Regions from separate parts of the Mus musculus genome. Here regions 2, 3, 4 and 5 are each linked to region 1. Evidence: chromatin contacts called from public promoter capture Hi-C and targeted proximity ligation data. All regions are on one chromosome and are shown on one strand. The core of a region is the stretch at or near the end of the contact, and the rest is flanking DNA. Distances in the headings are between cores, read along the strand shown.

The links. Promoter capture Hi-C pulls out the DNA fragments that hold promoters and counts their contacts.
Region 2: a contact with region 1 is called in a promoter capture Hi-C map of cranial neural crest.
Region 3: a contact with region 1 is called in a targeted proximity ligation map of bone marrow-derived dendritic cells, with 7 times the contacts expected there. A contact is called at or near these places in 1 of 484 Hi-C or Micro-C datasets (B cells), 1 of 130 datasets of targeted methods (bone marrow-derived dendritic cells) and 1 of 9 other capture datasets (liver).
Region 4: a targeted proximity ligation map of astrocytes shows a contact between it and region 1, with 4 times the contacts expected there. A contact is called at or near these places in 1 of 39 promoter capture datasets (pre-B cells), 1 of 484 Hi-C or Micro-C datasets (B cells) and 1 of 130 datasets of targeted methods (astrocytes).
Region 5: a contact with region 1 is called in a promoter capture Hi-C map of liver, with 7 times the contacts expected there. A contact is called at or near these places in 1 of 39 promoter capture datasets (liver), 1 of 130 datasets of targeted methods (astrocytes) and 1 of 9 other capture datasets (liver).

The regions. Positions count from the first base shown.
Region 1 is chr19:6,333,367-6,336,457 of GRCm38.p6, reverse strand. It overlaps Men1 (multiple endocrine neoplasia 1), which reads right to left and starts at 1,445. Exons shown (of 10, transcript NM_001168489.1): 1 at 1,376-1,445; 2 at 553-1,013. The coding sequence starts at 997.
Region 2 is chr19:8,773,030-8,776,120 of GRCm38.p6, reverse strand. It overlaps Tmem179b (transmembrane protein 179B), which reads left to right and starts at 1,654. Exons shown (of 5, transcript NM_026325.3): 1 at 1,654-1,786; 2 at 2,429-2,616; 3 at 2,697-2,831; 4 at 3,015-3,091. The coding sequence starts at 1,691. Taf6l (TATA-box binding protein associated factor 6 like) reads left to right here. Exons shown (of 12, transcript NM_146092.2): 11 at 603-731; 12 at 831-1,767. The coding sequence ends at 1,592. It also overlaps the pseudogene Gm2518.
Region 3 is chr19:3,905,617-3,908,707 of GRCm38.p6, reverse strand. It overlaps Tcirg1 (T cell, immune regulator 1, ATPase, H+ transporting, lysosomal V0 protein A3), which reads left to right and starts at 1,575. Exons shown (of 20, transcript NM_001136091.2): 1 at 1,575-1,689.
Region 4 is chr19:4,161,810-4,164,900 of GRCm38.p6, reverse strand. It overlaps Rps6kb2 (ribosomal protein S6 kinase, polypeptide 2), which reads left to right and starts at 1,518. Exons shown (of 15, transcript NM_021485.3): 1 at 1,518-1,733; 2 at 2,039-2,079; 3 at 2,178-2,298; 4 at 2,573-2,641. The coding sequence starts at 1,656. It overlaps Carns1 (carnosine synthase 1), which reads left to right. Exons shown (of 10, transcript NM_134148.2): 10 at 1-577.
Region 5 is chr19:4,190,524-4,193,614 of GRCm38.p6, reverse strand. Ppp1ca (protein phosphatase 1 catalytic subunit alpha) reads right to left here and starts at 1,441. Exons shown (of 7, transcript NM_031868.2): 1 at 1,344-1,441; 2 at 739-870; 3 at 363-593. The coding sequence starts at 1,398. It overlaps Tbc1d10c (TBC1 domain family, member 10c), which reads left to right and starts at 2,568. Exons shown (of 10, transcript NM_178650.3): 1 at 2,568-2,596; 2 at 2,780-2,951. The coding sequence starts at 2,806.

The DNA of each region.
Region 1 (3,091 bases), core at 196-2,695:
ACTGTGTCAAGGAGAGCAAGCCCATGACCCCACGAACCCCCACCCCTCCCTTCTTCATGTTCTGATTTATCTCTGCACTTTTTTCCTCAAAGCTCACAAGAGGCCTCAGATGCTTGCTCAGTACATTGCACGGAGAGCTGAAGCACTTTGTCCTTAGTCAAGCCCGTGCTTCCTTTCAAAATATTTTCAAAGGTATAATCTTAATTGTCTCAAATGTACCCACCCATTTGTCCTACCTCCCCAGTCTGCTACCACCTTCTTTCCCCATATGTTGGGCTGCCAGATCCCTCTGGCTATTCAATGGCAGGGCTGGGACTGTTGAAAGACTGGGGAGTAAAAGCTGGCACCAAATGACCAGGTTCCAGTCTCAGCCCTGTCATTCTGACATTCCCCTCTTCAGAATTCTCTTTCCACAACTGCGAAGGAGAAATAATACCTGCCCCACCACACAAGGTTTACAAGTCTCAAAAGGGCTATAAGCCATATTGTTCAGACATGAGAAGAGGTAAGACAACACTCATTTGCTCTCCTGACCACCTGTCTGACTCCAACCTGTGATGAAGCTGAAGAGGGACTGGATGTGGGCCCGGTCCTTGAAGTAGGAGCGGCTGAGGCTGTTCCATATGACATCCGAGACCTTTTTTACCAGTTCGCGACTAGAAACACCTCCCTCTCGAGGATAGAGGGAGAGGTCCACAGCGCCGCGGATCTGAGCGGTGAATCGGGCATAGAGGGCAGCAATGATGGATAGGTCGGCCACCGGGAAGTAGGTGAGGCCACCAGGAGGGTCGGGTGCGGGGCTGGGCTGGAAGGTGAGCTCCGGCACGTTGGTGGGGATGACACGGTTGACAGCCAGGAAATGCTCCACGAAGCCCAGGACCAAGGACAGGAGCACCAGGTCAGGCTCCTCTCGGCCCAGCTCTGCAGCAAACAGGCGCACCACGTCGTCGATAGAGCGCAGAGGGAACAGCGTCTTCTGGGCGGCCTTCAGCCCCATGGCGGCGGGCGGTGGCCTGCGGGCGAGCCGAGGGAGGGAGGGTCGGGCTCGGCGAGAGAGCCCCCTCCCAGGCTCGGCTAAGGCTCTACCCTCCGCCACAATTCTGCTTCGCCAGCCGCTTCGTCCTGTGCTCACGGGCGGCGGCTCGGTTTCTGAGACCCTTCAACCAAGGCTATATAGGGCCTTCTAGTTCCTTACAATTCCGGGACCCCCAGCCCCGATGAGGCTGCTCCCAAAGACCTATTGGGGACCCTCAAAGGCCGCCCCTCCAGTCCCTACAATCTCTACCCGGCCCTCTGGAGCCTGTCCAGAAGGCAAACCCAAACCAGCCTCCCACAAGTCCCAAGGAGAGTCCCGGCTTCGGTCCCCCGCGCCCACCTCCGCGCTTACATCCCACACAAGGCACCGCGGCGCCCGCCGCCTGAAGCCTGCTGGGAAATGAAGTCCCGCGCCTCCTATGGCCGCACTGCCTGCTGGGAAATGGGGAGTCCTTGCTCACCCGGCCCTCTCTAAATCTGAAAATGACAGCCAAACCCGCAATGGCTTATGGAAGAAGTAGTCCTGCTGCTCCAGGGCGGGTAAGCTGAGCTCCTCAACGATTGGTCATCTAGGATCACGCCAGAAGAAGTTCCTCCGTGACTTCTGGGAGATTGTAGTCCTAGGATTAAACTCAGGCGCAGTAGCGCCCCTGCAGTGTGTATTATGGCCAGTTTAAGATGTGAGGGAAACTGTTGCTCTAAAACACTACAAGGAGGCTGGAGACCTGGTTCAGCTGTTCAGAGCACTTGTTGCTTTTGCAAAGGACCTGGGATCAAGTTTAGGTCCCCACACCCACATTGTGGCTCACCATCTGTAACTCCACTTCCAGAGGACCCATGCTTTTCTCTGACCTCCACCAAGCTTGACTTGGTGCACACACATAAAAAGGCAGACGAAACATCCACACCTAAAAAGAATGCAAGGCTGAACACAGTACGGCGGAGGCAGAAGGATTTTGGTGAGCTCAAGGCAAGACTGGTCTATGATCCAATACCAGTCCTTGAAATTAGAGGCAAGGAACTCAGGGTGGACTTCAGAGATGACTCAGAGTTAAGAGCCCTGGCGGCTCTGGCTCAGGACCCTGCGTTCCCAGTATGTACATGTTTGCTCACAACTGGGTCTTTAGCCCCACTTTAGGAGGTCCAATGTTCTCTGCTGTCCTCTGCAGGCTCCAAGCAGGCACCTTATGCACACACATAGGTAAAATAAAATTAAGGAAAGAAAAGAAAAAAAAAATCAGGAAGTTCAAGGTCAGTTTTACCTTAGACAGGATCTTGCTTTTTAGTTCAGACTGGCCACAGACTCACAATATTCCTGCCTCAGCCTCCACCATGCTGGGATTATAGATGTTCACCACCAGTCCACATGGCACCACCCCTCCCACAAGGCTTCATGACCTCATCTTAATTCACGAAGTCTGTAATGACCCTGTTTCCAAAACGAAGTCTTTTTGTCTGAGACCAAGACCTCAATAGATGAAGCTGAGGAGATGATGTAGCAGCTGAGAGCCTTTTGTTGTACCAGTAGGAGGACCTGAGTTCAAATACCCAGAATTCACTTATACGTTTGGAATCCTAGCATTATAGGGCATGGATGGGGAATGGGGTCAGTGTGGGGGTTAAAGGGAGGAGGGTCTTGGGACTTCCTGCCTAACGACCTAGCTGCAGGTTCAGAGAGAGAGCCTGTGTAAAGGGAAGAAGACAGAGAGAGTCATAAAGAAGGATATGTGATCTTTCTGTTTTCCACATCTGAGCAGCTCCTTACACAGGTGTAAAGACACCACACACATATACAAGCAGAACCTCTTCCTTTCTTTCTTTCTTCCTTTCTTCCTTCCTTTCTTTCTTTCTTTCTTTCTTTCTTTCTTTCTTTCTTTTTTGGTTGTTTGTTTGTCTGTTTTGTTTTTTGTTTTTAGAGACAGGGTTTTTCTGTGTAGCCATGGATGTCTTGGAATTCACTCTGTAGACCAGGCTGGCCTCAAACTCAGAGAGATCTGATTGTCTCTGCCTGAGTGCTGGGGTTAAAGGTGTGAGCCATCACCATCCAGCTACATCT
Region 2 (3,091 bases), core at 405-2,904, 2.4 Mb before region 1:
GGAGTTTGGTCAGCATTGTCAAATGTTTATGCTCTGGATGAGTGATCCAAGTCTACCTTATATGTCAAAGCCCATCTCTAATGTCATTGTCTTTGTTAAGCATGTTTTGCCCCCAGATGATTACACCATTTAAAACTTTACAAAGTCATGTGTAGTAGTACACTGCCTGTATAATCCCAGTTTGGGAAATGAAAGAAAGGGAATTCTCATGAATTCAAGGCCCAGTCTGGGCTCCCAGTATTGTTTTTATGTGTGTGGTCTAAACTCAGCTCTCATTTCTCTAACAAGTACACCACTTCCTTACTGATTGTATTTACTAGCAGTCTGCAAACAATTTCTGTGTCTTAATGATTTAATTATGCCTAAATAGCTCAGAGTAAATGCCAGTAATGGGGCTTTTTAATATTGCATGTATTTGTATGTTTTGATCCCTTATGCTTACCAAAAGCTTATGCATACAATAGATCCCAGAGACGTGGGATATGTCAATAAGGAAATAGAGGACTGAGCCCTGTCAAAAATTGAGTGGATCTTTTGTGGGAAAGGGCACTGAAGAGGGCATTTGGAACAAGGTTGCTTGACTGCAGTCCTTTGCATTCCAGGCAGTGGAGCGAGTCCTCTACCCACATCTGCCCACTTACTGGACAAACTTGCAGGCTGTGCTGGATGACTATTCCGTATCTAATGCCCAGGTCAAAGCGGACGGGCACAAAGTGTATGGAGCCATTCTGGTGAGTTAGCAGTCCCACCTTCTCTTTCCTGCAGGAGCTTAGCAGATTTACTTTGCCATGGCTCTTGGGCCCAGGTTCCTCTTAGCTCTCTGTTTACAGGTGGCCGTAGAACGACTATTGAAGATGAAAGCTCAGGCAGCAGAGCCCAACCGCGGTGGCCTTGGCGGGAGAGGGTACCGTCCTGCGGAGGACCTGCCTTGGGACAGCCTTCTCCTACAAGAATCTCCCCCCGGGGGCAGCTCCGAAACAGGTTTTGGGTCTGGTCTCCCGCCACCATCAGGGGTTGCGGGACCAGAGGACCCTTCTTCCTTGACCCTGGCAGACATCTACCGTGAGCTATACTCCTTCTTTGGTGACAGCTTGGCCACTCGCTTTGGCACTGGCCAGCCTGCTCCCACGGCCCCGCGACCACCCGGAGACAAGAAGGAGCCTGCGGCTGCCCCGGATTCGGTGCGGAAAATGCCGCAGCTGACTGCCAGCGCCGTGGTCAGCCCTCAGGGTGACGAAAGCCCGTGCGGTGGGACTCTCGCCACCGCCACCGCCGCCTCGGAGAGCAGGCCGCTACCGCGCGTACACCGGGCGCGGGGTGCTCCTCGTCAGCAGGGCCCCGGCGCGGGAACGCGAGACGTCTTCCAGAAGAGCCGCTTCGCGCCCCGTGGCGCCCCACACTTCCGGTTTATAATCGCAGGGCGTCAGGCCGGGCGGCGCTGCCGCGGGCGCCTCTTTCAAACTGCCTTTCCTGCCCCATATGGGCCCAGCCCCGCGTCCCGCTACGTGCAGAAGCTGCCCATGATCGGCCGTACCGGCCGCCCGGCCCGCCGCTGGGCGCTCTCCGACTACTCGCTGTACCTGCCGCTGTGAGGTTGCGGCGCCTCGGAGAATAAAGCCACACCCGGAAGTGACGTGTCTATGCTCGTGGGCGGGGCTTGGGTGGTTGTCTTCCTGGTAGCCTGGGCGCCATGGCGCTGCCCTGGTTGCAGCGAGTTGAGCTCTTGCTCTTCACTGCCGCCTTCCTGTGCGGGGCTTTGGCGGCCGCGACGCTGACCCGGACCCAGGTGCGGCTGCGGGGGCGGGCTGGCCTTGGGGTCCAGCAGGCTTGCGTAGGGGGTTGGACAGGGTGACTACACTGGACCTGGGGTTAGAACGTTCCAAAGTTGTTTCCTCTCCAGAGGAACTGGACAAGCTTCCAGTCGAGCTTCATAAGCTACTAGGGTTTTGAGACACACAGGCCGTCTCTGCATCCACCCAGTAATAGGAACATTTGTGGAAAAAAAAAAAAAACAGTGTAGCAGAGAAATCGTGATTGTTAACAAAGTATGTGAAGTGAGGAAACATACAACTGTGTACATTTGAGTCTTGCCTACTGCTGGGTAGTTTTGGTGATAGAATACTTTGAATCACTATAGGAGTCTAAAACACCTACTTTTACAGATTAGTAGAGTTTATTGTTAAGGGACACACAAAGTCAGCGTTTACTTAGAACTCCTACTCACAGAGAAGGGCAAACTTGTGATTTCCCTTAGGTTCCTTATATTTATAGCCTTTTGAATTCGGATCCTTCTGGGCCCTGAGATTTTGTTCCCAGCAGATCCATCAGTCTCCCCGTTCATCTCAACTTGTGAACTAGTCCTTACATATGACAGAAACCTACATCTCGGGTACTGAACTGAAATGGACTTAACAGCTTCTCTCCACAGGGCTCCTTTGGTGGTAACTGTCCCTTGTATGGTGTGGCTGCACTCAATGGCTCCTCTCTGGCCTTGTTAGGTCCCTCAGCCCCTTCCCTCTGCTACTTCGTGGCTGGGGCTTCAGGCATCTTGGCACTCTACTGCCTTCTGCTTCTCTTCTTCTGGGTCTACAGCAGCTGCATCGAAGACTCCCACAGGTGATTGCCCTACTGATGACAAAGGGCCGAGGTTGAGATGAGTCCCACCTCGGCCACCAAGCTTGTTTTCTCTTTCTCAGAGGTTCTATAGGGCTCCGAATTGCTTTGGCCATCTCAGCTACAGCCATCTTCCTGATCTTAGTGTCTGCCTGTATACTTCGATTTGGCACCAATTCTTTCTGCAATTCCATCATCTCCTTGAACCTTACAATTAGGTAACGGGAGAGGGAGGGAAGCCTGACAGGGACTGTCCTTCTGTAGGGGACATGTCAGTCATTTAAGTTCCTACTTTATCCCCTTCCTCTGGCCCTTATCTCTGAGGACACAGATGTGCTTAGAGCATGTCCGTCTCCTCCCCGCCCCTTCTCACAACTTGTTTCTTTAACCTTGTTTCACAGCTGCTCTGAAGCCCAGAAAACCTCATGGACACCTTCAGGAACTGCTGTGCAGTTTTACTCCAACCTACATACTGCTG
Region 3 (3,091 bases), core at 326-2,825, 2.4 Mb after region 1:
CCAGCCATCCTCTATGGTGCACAGGCCTACCAGGCCTCTTTGTGATCGGCAATACTACCCAGAACCGTATCACACATCTGGGCTTTTTCCCACAGCCTGGCAGTGCAGGTCACCAGGGGCCTGTTGTCCCCATTGGTGTTGGGTGTCTGAGAGGTGAGGTCCAGGTCTTCTGTTTTCTTGGCTGTCCATCGCTACAGTTTGGACTTGGATCCTTTCCAGGCTCTGCTTGAGTCCATCAAGAGCCTCAGGAGGAGGCTGAGTAGGAAGGAGGCTGAGTAAATGAGTTATTCTTATCCTGAGATTGCACAGAAAAGCTTAGTGTGGCCACATGTCTGTGACCCTCTGCTGGAGGATGGAGTCAAGTGGATCCCAGAGTCCCTGGCTAGCCAAACTTAATCAAAATGGCAAGTTTCAGGTTCAGTGAGAGAGACTGGCTCAAAAACTGAGTGCAACAGGTGGCCAACTGAGGAAAATTCCTGCTGCTCACCTCAGGCCTCCATGGGTGCCTGCACGGGGAGTGTAGCCGCACACTTGCACCCAACATCCCTAAGGTCAGGGTGTCCTTTGGGGAACAGGAAGCTTGCTAGGGGGTGACAGTCACAAGGGAATGACATAGGTCCTGCTGCCTCTGAGCTGGCCTTGCCTCTGGCTACTACATCCCCTTTGCCCACTAAGTTCTCTGACTCCTCCCAAGTGTGGGTGTTATACTTGTTACCGTTTCAGACACCGCCCTCACCTCTACCCCGACCCTGTGTGGGCACACACACATTGTGTGTGTGGGGGGGGGGACGGGACTGCTGCTAGCTTGGTTCTCCTATTCTTATGTACACTTCTACTGTATTCACAACTACAGCTTTATGGCCCGTCTGTTGTCTGTTCCCCCACAGTGAAGAGCACTGGCTTGTGCCCCCTGGTACACTTGTGTGAGGGTCCTCACCAAGTCACCTCAGACCCATGTCATACCTGTTTTCTGGGGATACCTACCCACTTCGACTCAGTTTTCAGGTTGCCTTAGGCTTCCATTCTATACTCCCCCCACACATTAGAGCCCTTGTTTATTGAATGGGGCTCAAGGGTCAGCACAGCTGAGGGGCCCCTTGTCCCTCTGGTCCCCATTGGGTACAGTCCAGCCTGTCCAAAGTACAGGCAGCTGAATGGTCCTGAATCCCAGTTTCCATACCTCAAGGGCTAGGAAGGAGGTTGAGGCACTTCTGGAGTCTCCAGGCTCCTGGGTCAAGTTCCTCCGCAGAGACTGGCCCAACCAACACCCTGCTGCCAGTGGAGAGGGGCCCATAGCGTGGGCCCACCCTTACCCAGCATAGTCTGAGCTGGGTGAGGTTGGGTAGCAGCCGATCTTGCACAATAGCGAAGTAGCTTGAAGCAGATTGTACGTACTAGGAAGGTGAAGGTGGCCTATCCTTAAGGTCCTACCTGTCATCTCCCGATTATCGGGATTTTTTTGTCGGTTATCTCCCGATTCCCGGGATTAAACGATTCCGGGGCGTCCAGACACCGCCCTCACCCCCACCCCCACCCCGCGCCCGAACTCAGTGGGGGGCGGGACAGGGCGGGCAGTGGGCAGGCCGTCACAGGCCACACCCACTCCGGTATTTCGAAGCTGGAGTGAGCTGCACTGGCCGGAGGGCGGGCTCAGATCCTAAGCCGAAGTTGAGCGAAGAGTCCACCTGGGTGAGTGTCCTGCTAAACTGAGGAACCCCAGCCCTGCCTACCAACTGCTTCTTCCTCCGCCTGGACAAGGGTCCAGGCGCCCTGCCCGACTCCGGGTGGAGGCAACTCAGAGGCCACGCGACCGTGTCAGGCAGTCTGGGATGCAGGCAGGCCGCAAGGAGAAGCAGAGGATAGGTTGCTAGCTCCGGGAAACTTCAGAGCCTGAGCTCATGGAGGCCCCTGCTGCGTCTGGCTCTGAACGAGGGACCCATTCTACAGATGAGGAAACGGAAGCCATCCTACTAGGAAGTGGCCGGGCTCAAGGCAGACTCCAGCCCCTCTCCTCATCCTCCGAAGAGCAGGGTCTGGGAGAAAAGGCAGGGGTTGAAGGAAGACTAGGAAAGGGGGTGCAGGAGTAAGGCAGAACACCGGGGCCTCAGGGGAAGGCCAGATCGCGAGTGGTGTGTGTGGGTCTAGCTCGCAGATTACAGGACAGGACCTAGTAACAAAATCAAGGTATGTAATGTGGACTGTCTGCAGGGAGCATGGGGGAACTTCCGTTTGTCTTGCATGTACATGTCTAGCATCCCTTGGCTGGAGCACCCGAGTGCTGGTGGTTATGGCGCTGGGACTAGGCAGGATGTGCCAAGTCAGAGCAGCGTCCCTCTGTCTGGGACAGACCCCTCTGTGGTGTGGTTCTAGTTGGCCATGTGACCTTAGACTTCACCTTACTCCACCTGGGTTGGCCCATTTATAAATTAAGGCCAGGATAGGAGGAGTGGTGGTAGCACAAGCCTTTAATCCCAGCACTCAGGAGGCAGAGGTGGGCTGATCTCTGAGTTCAAGGCCAGTCTGATCCCCAGAGCCAGTTCCAGGACAGTCAAGGCTACACAGAGAAATCCTTTCTTGAAAAACGGACAAACAAAAAAATCGTAAGGCTGGGTTGTCCACTAGGAATTGGGGGGAAGGGGTGTTTATAGAAAGAAGTAAGATGTGGGGAGTCTGATTTTTCGTTTATCTCCTCACTCACATCTTTCCTGCCAGGGGTGGCCAATTCAATCAAAGAGGAAACAGGCCCAGAGAGGGCAAGTGACTTACCCAGTGTCACATAGCTGCTTACAATTTGGGGAGGACCCTAGAGACTTAGTCCCTGGCTCTGTGCACCCAGCCCTCCCTGCTCACCCCTGCCTGTGCAGGGCCTGGCTCTTCTGAAGCCCTTGACTACCATCTGAATTCTTTCCTTTCCCAAGCTGGGGACAGGACTGTGGTTTCCCCTTAAGTAAACCAGACCTAGGGAGGAAGTGGTCTGCTGGGCAGACCCAGGCAGTAAGCTGGGCCCATTAGTATCTGAAGTTCCTCTCGATGTGTGTCCCCACTTGTGACCTCCAGCCCTCAACGCCAGTTTAAGAGCTGAGGAAACGGT
Region 4 (3,091 bases), core at 269-2,768, 2.2 Mb after region 1:
ATGAAATGGGAGATTAGCACACTAGCCTTTATGCAAAACCCAGGACAGTTGTAGAGCCTGCTGAAAATGTCTGGCCGTGCTTCACTGTGTCTGTTGGCCTGAGCAGTAGAAGCAAATGTCTGTGCTCAGCACTAGGAGTAAACATTTCCCTTCATGCTTTCAGGCAGACCCTAGTGCCCCTATGTTACAGATGAGGAAGCAGGCTCAGAGAGAGAAAAAAAAAAAAAGACTGCCTCCAAGTTCCTATTATAGTGGATGTAGACAGAATGCCAAGGCCAACCTTCTCTGTTTACTGTTTTAAACGCTCAGTTAGCCTCCAGGTCCTCTCTCCTTTCTATCTTCATTTATAGGCAGCACTCAGACTCCTAAACACCTGCCTCCCATACACCACACACGATCTCTACCAGCTTTGTTGCTTTGGCCTCTGGCATTCCTAGCTAGCTTGGCCCTGGGACTTCTGTGTACACCTTTCCTCATTTTAGGGAGCTAGCTACTCTGAAAACACCTGTCTTTGCTCAGGAGCCGAGGACAGCTCCTGAAACCTGCCTACCTAAATAAAGACTTGTTAACTAGTGAAGTATCCGGAGTCCAGTGTTTTAGCTAGTGCTCCCCTCCCAGGTTCAGTAGGTGGGGAGCTGGGAAGTGGGAGGGAGAGGTAGAAAGCACCCCATTGGCTGGGCCCCAGGGTTGACCTTTGCTACGGGCTTACCTTATATCTACATGTATGTTTGAGATTTTTTTTTCTTGAATTATAATCCTAAATCATATTCAGGCAGTAATCCCTCTGCAGACCTGGATACCCCTAAATTTTGTTCATCTGAGTTCATATCCTATACCTCAGTGGGCATCCCGTGTGCAATGGAAAAGCTATCCAGACAGACTCCAATAGAAATGGACAGGCTTCGTTTGGGATCGAACCCCAGCAGTCACTTGCCATTTGTATGGCAAGTGATTTTACCCGCTGAACCATCTCGCCAGTTCTCATCCATCCTTTCAACTATATTCTATTAAAATATCTATTCTGAACTAGGCAGCTCAAATACTCGGTATGCATACATTAGCAAAAGTCCATATTTAGGTGTGTTGAGCCCTTCAGAAAGGGAGCCTTGAAACAAAGCCCAGGCAGTCGCCCAGAAAATGTCAGACCTGCAGGGTCTGTGAGCTTCAGGGAGGTTGTATGGAGTGTCCCTAATACAGCTTACTGTCCCCTAATACAACCGAACAGACACAAGTTTTCTTTCTGGGCAGCTCACAGCACTAAGAAGGGCTGAGGAGTTGCCACTTAAACGTTCATGCATCTGTAATTCTGCCCATTAAATCTTGAACTTGCTCCAGAGTCAAAATGGGAGCCTCTGTGCGCGCGGCTCGGGGCGAGAGCTGGCCCAGGAGAAACCGACAAGGAAGATGGTCTAGTAAAGCCTATTCTATTCATAAGGCTTGCAGGATGGGAGGTCCAGATGTCTGGAACTACGACTCCCGAGAGGCTTTCCGACAGGCGCCATCTTTTCTTCCCACTCGACTTGAGAGTGGGTGAAGCTATTGCGTCAACAGAGCGAGCGGCTGCTGTCGCGGAGAAATGACGTAGGCACAGCCCGGTGCTGTCAGTCAGAGTTCTGCCTGGTCCGGGCCAAGGGTCCCGCGGGACCGGCGGGGCCATGGCGGCCGTATTTGATTTAGACTTGGAGACCGAGGAAGGGAGCGAGGGCGAGGGCGAACCGGAGTTCAGCCCTGCGGTGAGTGTTTCTCTCCGGGCGCGACTGGACCCGGGAGCCCGGCTGGTTAACCAAAACCCTGGCGCTCCCAACTCTGAGTGGTTTGTGACCCCTACAAACCCAGATCCAGCCCCAACCCCAACCCCAGCCCCAGCCCCTGGACCCAATCTTTCCTTTTCTATCCTTGGTCTCTCCTTCCCAACCTTTCCCCATCCCTGCTCCTGTCTTCTATCCTTGGTCCTCTCCCCTGGGCCAAGCAGTTGAGCCTAGGTTGGGAGGAGGTATTCTGGCACCTCCCATGGTTCTTATTACTTGGTTTCTCACAGGACGTGTGTCCCCTTGGCGAATTAAGGGCTGCTGGCCTGGAGTGAGTGAGGGTCTTGCTTGGGGGGTGGGGGTATGGAGTAGGGGTCGGGACTTGGAGTACACTAGAGCCTTTCCCTCATTAACTTATTCTGTCTTTAGGACAGTGGGACACTATGAAGAAGTAGAGCTGACAGAGAGCAGCGTGAACCTGGGTCCTGAGCGCATCGGGCCCCACTGCTTTGAGCTACTGAGTGTACTGGGCAAGGGGGGCTATGGCAAGGTACTAACATCCCTCTCTCCCTGGCGACCTCAGCTCTAGCCTGAGACAGCATACTATCCTTCACACCCAATAGGCTTGTAAATGTACGGAGTCTCTGATGGAATTCAGAGCTGGAGACCTGGGGGAAGGAAGGGCATATCCTTTCAAAATCTGATGGAGATCTTTACTGTTCCACCCTTAAGCTGAGTTTAGACCTTTTGGTCCCTTTAGGGTGGGGCAACCTTGAAGGTGGGGTGTGGTCAGAGAAGTTAATCCTGTCTCCCCTGCCCTACAGGTGTTCCAGGTGAGAAAAGTGCAAGGCACCAACTTGGGAAAAATATATGCCATGAAGGTCTTAAGGAAGGTGAGTCACTCGCTTAGCCAGCAGAGACAGAGTAGCTGCCATCCCCATCAGCCTGTGCCAGGTCTCGGGAAGACAGCCGGAAACATGATAAAGACAGTCCTTATCTTGACACTTGCTGACTTAGCATCTATTGTCATACATACGATTTTGGAGTAATTCTTGGATGGAAGAAGCTGGCCTGCTAGGGCACATATGGCAAGCTTTGATTGTCAGGACTCATGAGGACAGGCAGTACTGTTGGCATTCTGTGAATAGAAGCCCAGGATGCAGCGCAACAGGAACCCACGACAAAGAATTGTGTGGCTCAGTGTGTCAGCAGGGTCAAGTTGAGCTGAACTTGGTAGGATACTGTGTAGTCTCAGGACTTGAATGGGTAAAGCCGGAGGATCTGAGTGGTGGTAGGCCAGCACACCAGGGGCTACATAATGATACCTTGTCTCAAAGAACACA
Region 5 (3,091 bases), core at 192-2,691, 2.1 Mb after region 1:
ACCTTCCAGAATTCCAACACCTGAACTCGTCTGGCCCAACCATGATGGTGGTACCCACTCTGGTCCCATGGATGAGGCCAAACCAGGAGTGGGTCTGTTTTATTCATACAGGCATCCTAAATGTTTACTAAGGAATGTACTAGAAGGGGGTGTCATCAGGCAGGGCTGTGGCTTTAGCAAATGGGCAGCCCTGCATGTACATCCATTCACCAGGCCCCTCCTGAGCGCCAAGGACGACAGACGTGTTGCTGGGGCCCTACAGGGCTCATCATTGGGGGTCTTTTGGCACTAGACCAATGTAGGGGGCCCATGAAGAGCAGGGAATGTAGTTCTGGGCAGACAGCAACATTCAAAGCACTTACATTCATCATAGAAGCCATAAATGCGGTTGATGCTGGCACACTCATGGTTCCCACGAAGTAGAAAGAAATTCTCCGGGTATCTGATCTTATAGGCCAGCAACAGGCAGATGGTCTCCAAAGACTGCTTGCCCCGATCTACATAATCCCCCAAGAAGAGGTAGTTGCTCTCTGGAGGGAAGCCACCATACTCAAACAGCCGTAGAAGGTCATAGTACTGGCCATGGATGTCACCTGGGAACCAGAGAAAACTAGGTAGGTGCAAGATGTAAACTTGACCCCAGGGCCAGCAATAGGTTAAAGGGTGGAGGAACACGGTTAATGGGGCACGAGTAGGGGCTATTTTCAGGAAGCAAAAGGGTTCTGTGCAAGGATTTACCACAGATCTTGAGGGGCGCCTCAAGCTCCAGAAGAATGGGCTGGCTCAGGAAAATCTCCCGGGATTTGAGGCACAGACCACGGATCTCGTTCTCTGTCAGCTGCACGTTCTTCCCAGGCCGTGAGCCCTGCACTGAGTACGGAATAGGGTCTTGGGACCCTGACCTCGCAGACCGGACGAGGGTAGGTGTCGCGCCCCCCTAACAGGGGCAACTGTTGCAAGTGAGCCCCCACCCCCTCACCCCGAAACCTTTGCGTCAGGCCTTCAAAGGCAAGATCCGACCCCTTAGCCACCCGGAGGGCCTCCAGAGAAACGCCTGTGCTCAGCAGCCTGTCAGCCGAAGCTTCCTCGCTTCGGGATCCCTTCCCAGCTAGCTTCGCAGGAGCCTCACCCTGAGTCCCGGGCACTCGTGCACCCCCGGCCTCTGAGCGCGCTCCAAAGCCCAGGCGCCCGCGGGGGGGGGGGGTGCCGTGGCCATGGATCCTCACGGCCTGTCCCCGCCCAAGCGACGCTAGCCCCCGGGAGCGGCGGGCCGCCCGCGCGCCACTTCCAGACGGCGAGGGGCCCGGGCTCGGCGCGAGCGCACCTTCCCTACCCCTGCCCACCTTCCAGCAGGCGCCCGATGATGGAGTCCAGGTTGAGCTTCTCGCTGTCGGACATGGCGGCGCCGCCGCTCCGGCCCACCAGCTCCGGGCCCTCTCCTGCCTCCCGCCCTCTTACAGCCTCCTTCCGGCCTGGCTCTCCTTCCGCCCTCCCCAGCCCGCCCCCGGCCCGCCGCCCCTCCTCTTCGGTCGACCGCCCCGCCCCGCCCTGCCGCGTCCGTAGTTCCCCGCTCTCTAGCGCCTCCCCTGGACGGGAAGCTCCGCAGCCCGAGAGGGCCTCGGGCGAGCGGGCGGGGCTGGCAGGGGTGGTGAGCCGGGGTTCGGTAGGGCGGGGTTAGGTCGGCTCCACCCTGGAGGAATCGCCCTGCCGCGTTCAGATGAGTTAGGGCCGGAAGTACTGTAGGAATTGTTTTTCTCTTTCCAAGTCTCTCCCACCCCAGCCCTGCGTGGGACTGTGGTATGAGCATGTTAATCGCTGACTTCTCAAACACTAAATAAATTCCTCGAAGTGCAGAAAAAGAAACTAAGGCTTAATGATACTGAGAGTGGGCTCCAGACCTCCGGAGCCTCACATTCACCTCCATCTTTATGGCCAGACCCATGAACACCTGCTACTGAACTCTAAGCAGTGTTTTGGTCCAGGTTGCCTTGGTGCCTGCTACGTCCATTTTTTTTCCATAAGTGATGTAATACGTTGTATCTCGTTCATGTTGTAAGTCCTTTGTAGAGTACTTGGACTTGTCTAGCATGTGCAAGGCCTGAGGTTCCAGCTCCGGCTCTGGAAGGAACATTAAAGTAGGCTTGGTGTCGTAAACCTATAATTCCAGTGCCTGAAATTCCTGCACTCAGGAGTCTGGACACAGGAGGATCAGAAGTTCAGGGTCATCTCCTGTCTGGGCTACATAAGACCCTGTTCTCACACTACCCCTTCACTCTCAAAACAAAACAAAACAAAAAACCCGGGGCAGGGGGTTGGAGGGGTGGGATGACATTAAAGGATAATTATTATTGGAACCATAAATTGGTTTTACTTGGTAAAACTGAAGGTGGCCTGTCATCTTCAATTTGGGCCAGCCAGGGAATCAATACACCCAGCATCCTCTGGATGGGAGGAGGTCGTGGCTCTGGCACTAGGGCAAGCAGGAAGAACCTCACAGAGGAAGGGGGGAGTCCCCCCACCAGGGAGGGGCCCCCAGCAAGCTGCTGAGCTGAGACTGAGGAGGAAGTGAGAAGAAGAGGTGAGGTGCAGCAAGGAGGTGAGCCGGGCTGCTGGGGTAGGGGCCAGGCTTGGGGCTGGGGCTCTGCACAGAGACTTGGTCTCAGGGTCTACCCGACTCCCCAGCAAAAGAGGGGGCTTAGTCCCCTGTGACTGAGGACTGGTGGCTGGAATCCCCAGCCTGAGTCTGGCTGTTCACACTGGCTCTCTGTATGTCTTGCAGCCTGTGACACTGGGGTCCAGGGCAGAATGGCCCAGGCCCTGGGAGAGGACTTGTTATCAGAACTACAGGATGATTCTAGCTCCCTAGGGTCTGACTCAGAGCTGAGTGGGCCCAGTCCATATCGCCAGGCTGACCGTTATGGCTTCATTGGGGGCAACTCAGGTGAACTGAGGTGAGTGAGGCATGGGTAGGGGAGAGAGTAGGGTCCAGAGACTGAGGACACTAGCCCAAAACTCAGCTGCTGGTGTCACTGCTCGGTTCCGCGTGGTGGGGTGGGGGTGGGGGTGGGGTGTGCTTTATCTCTTTATCCTC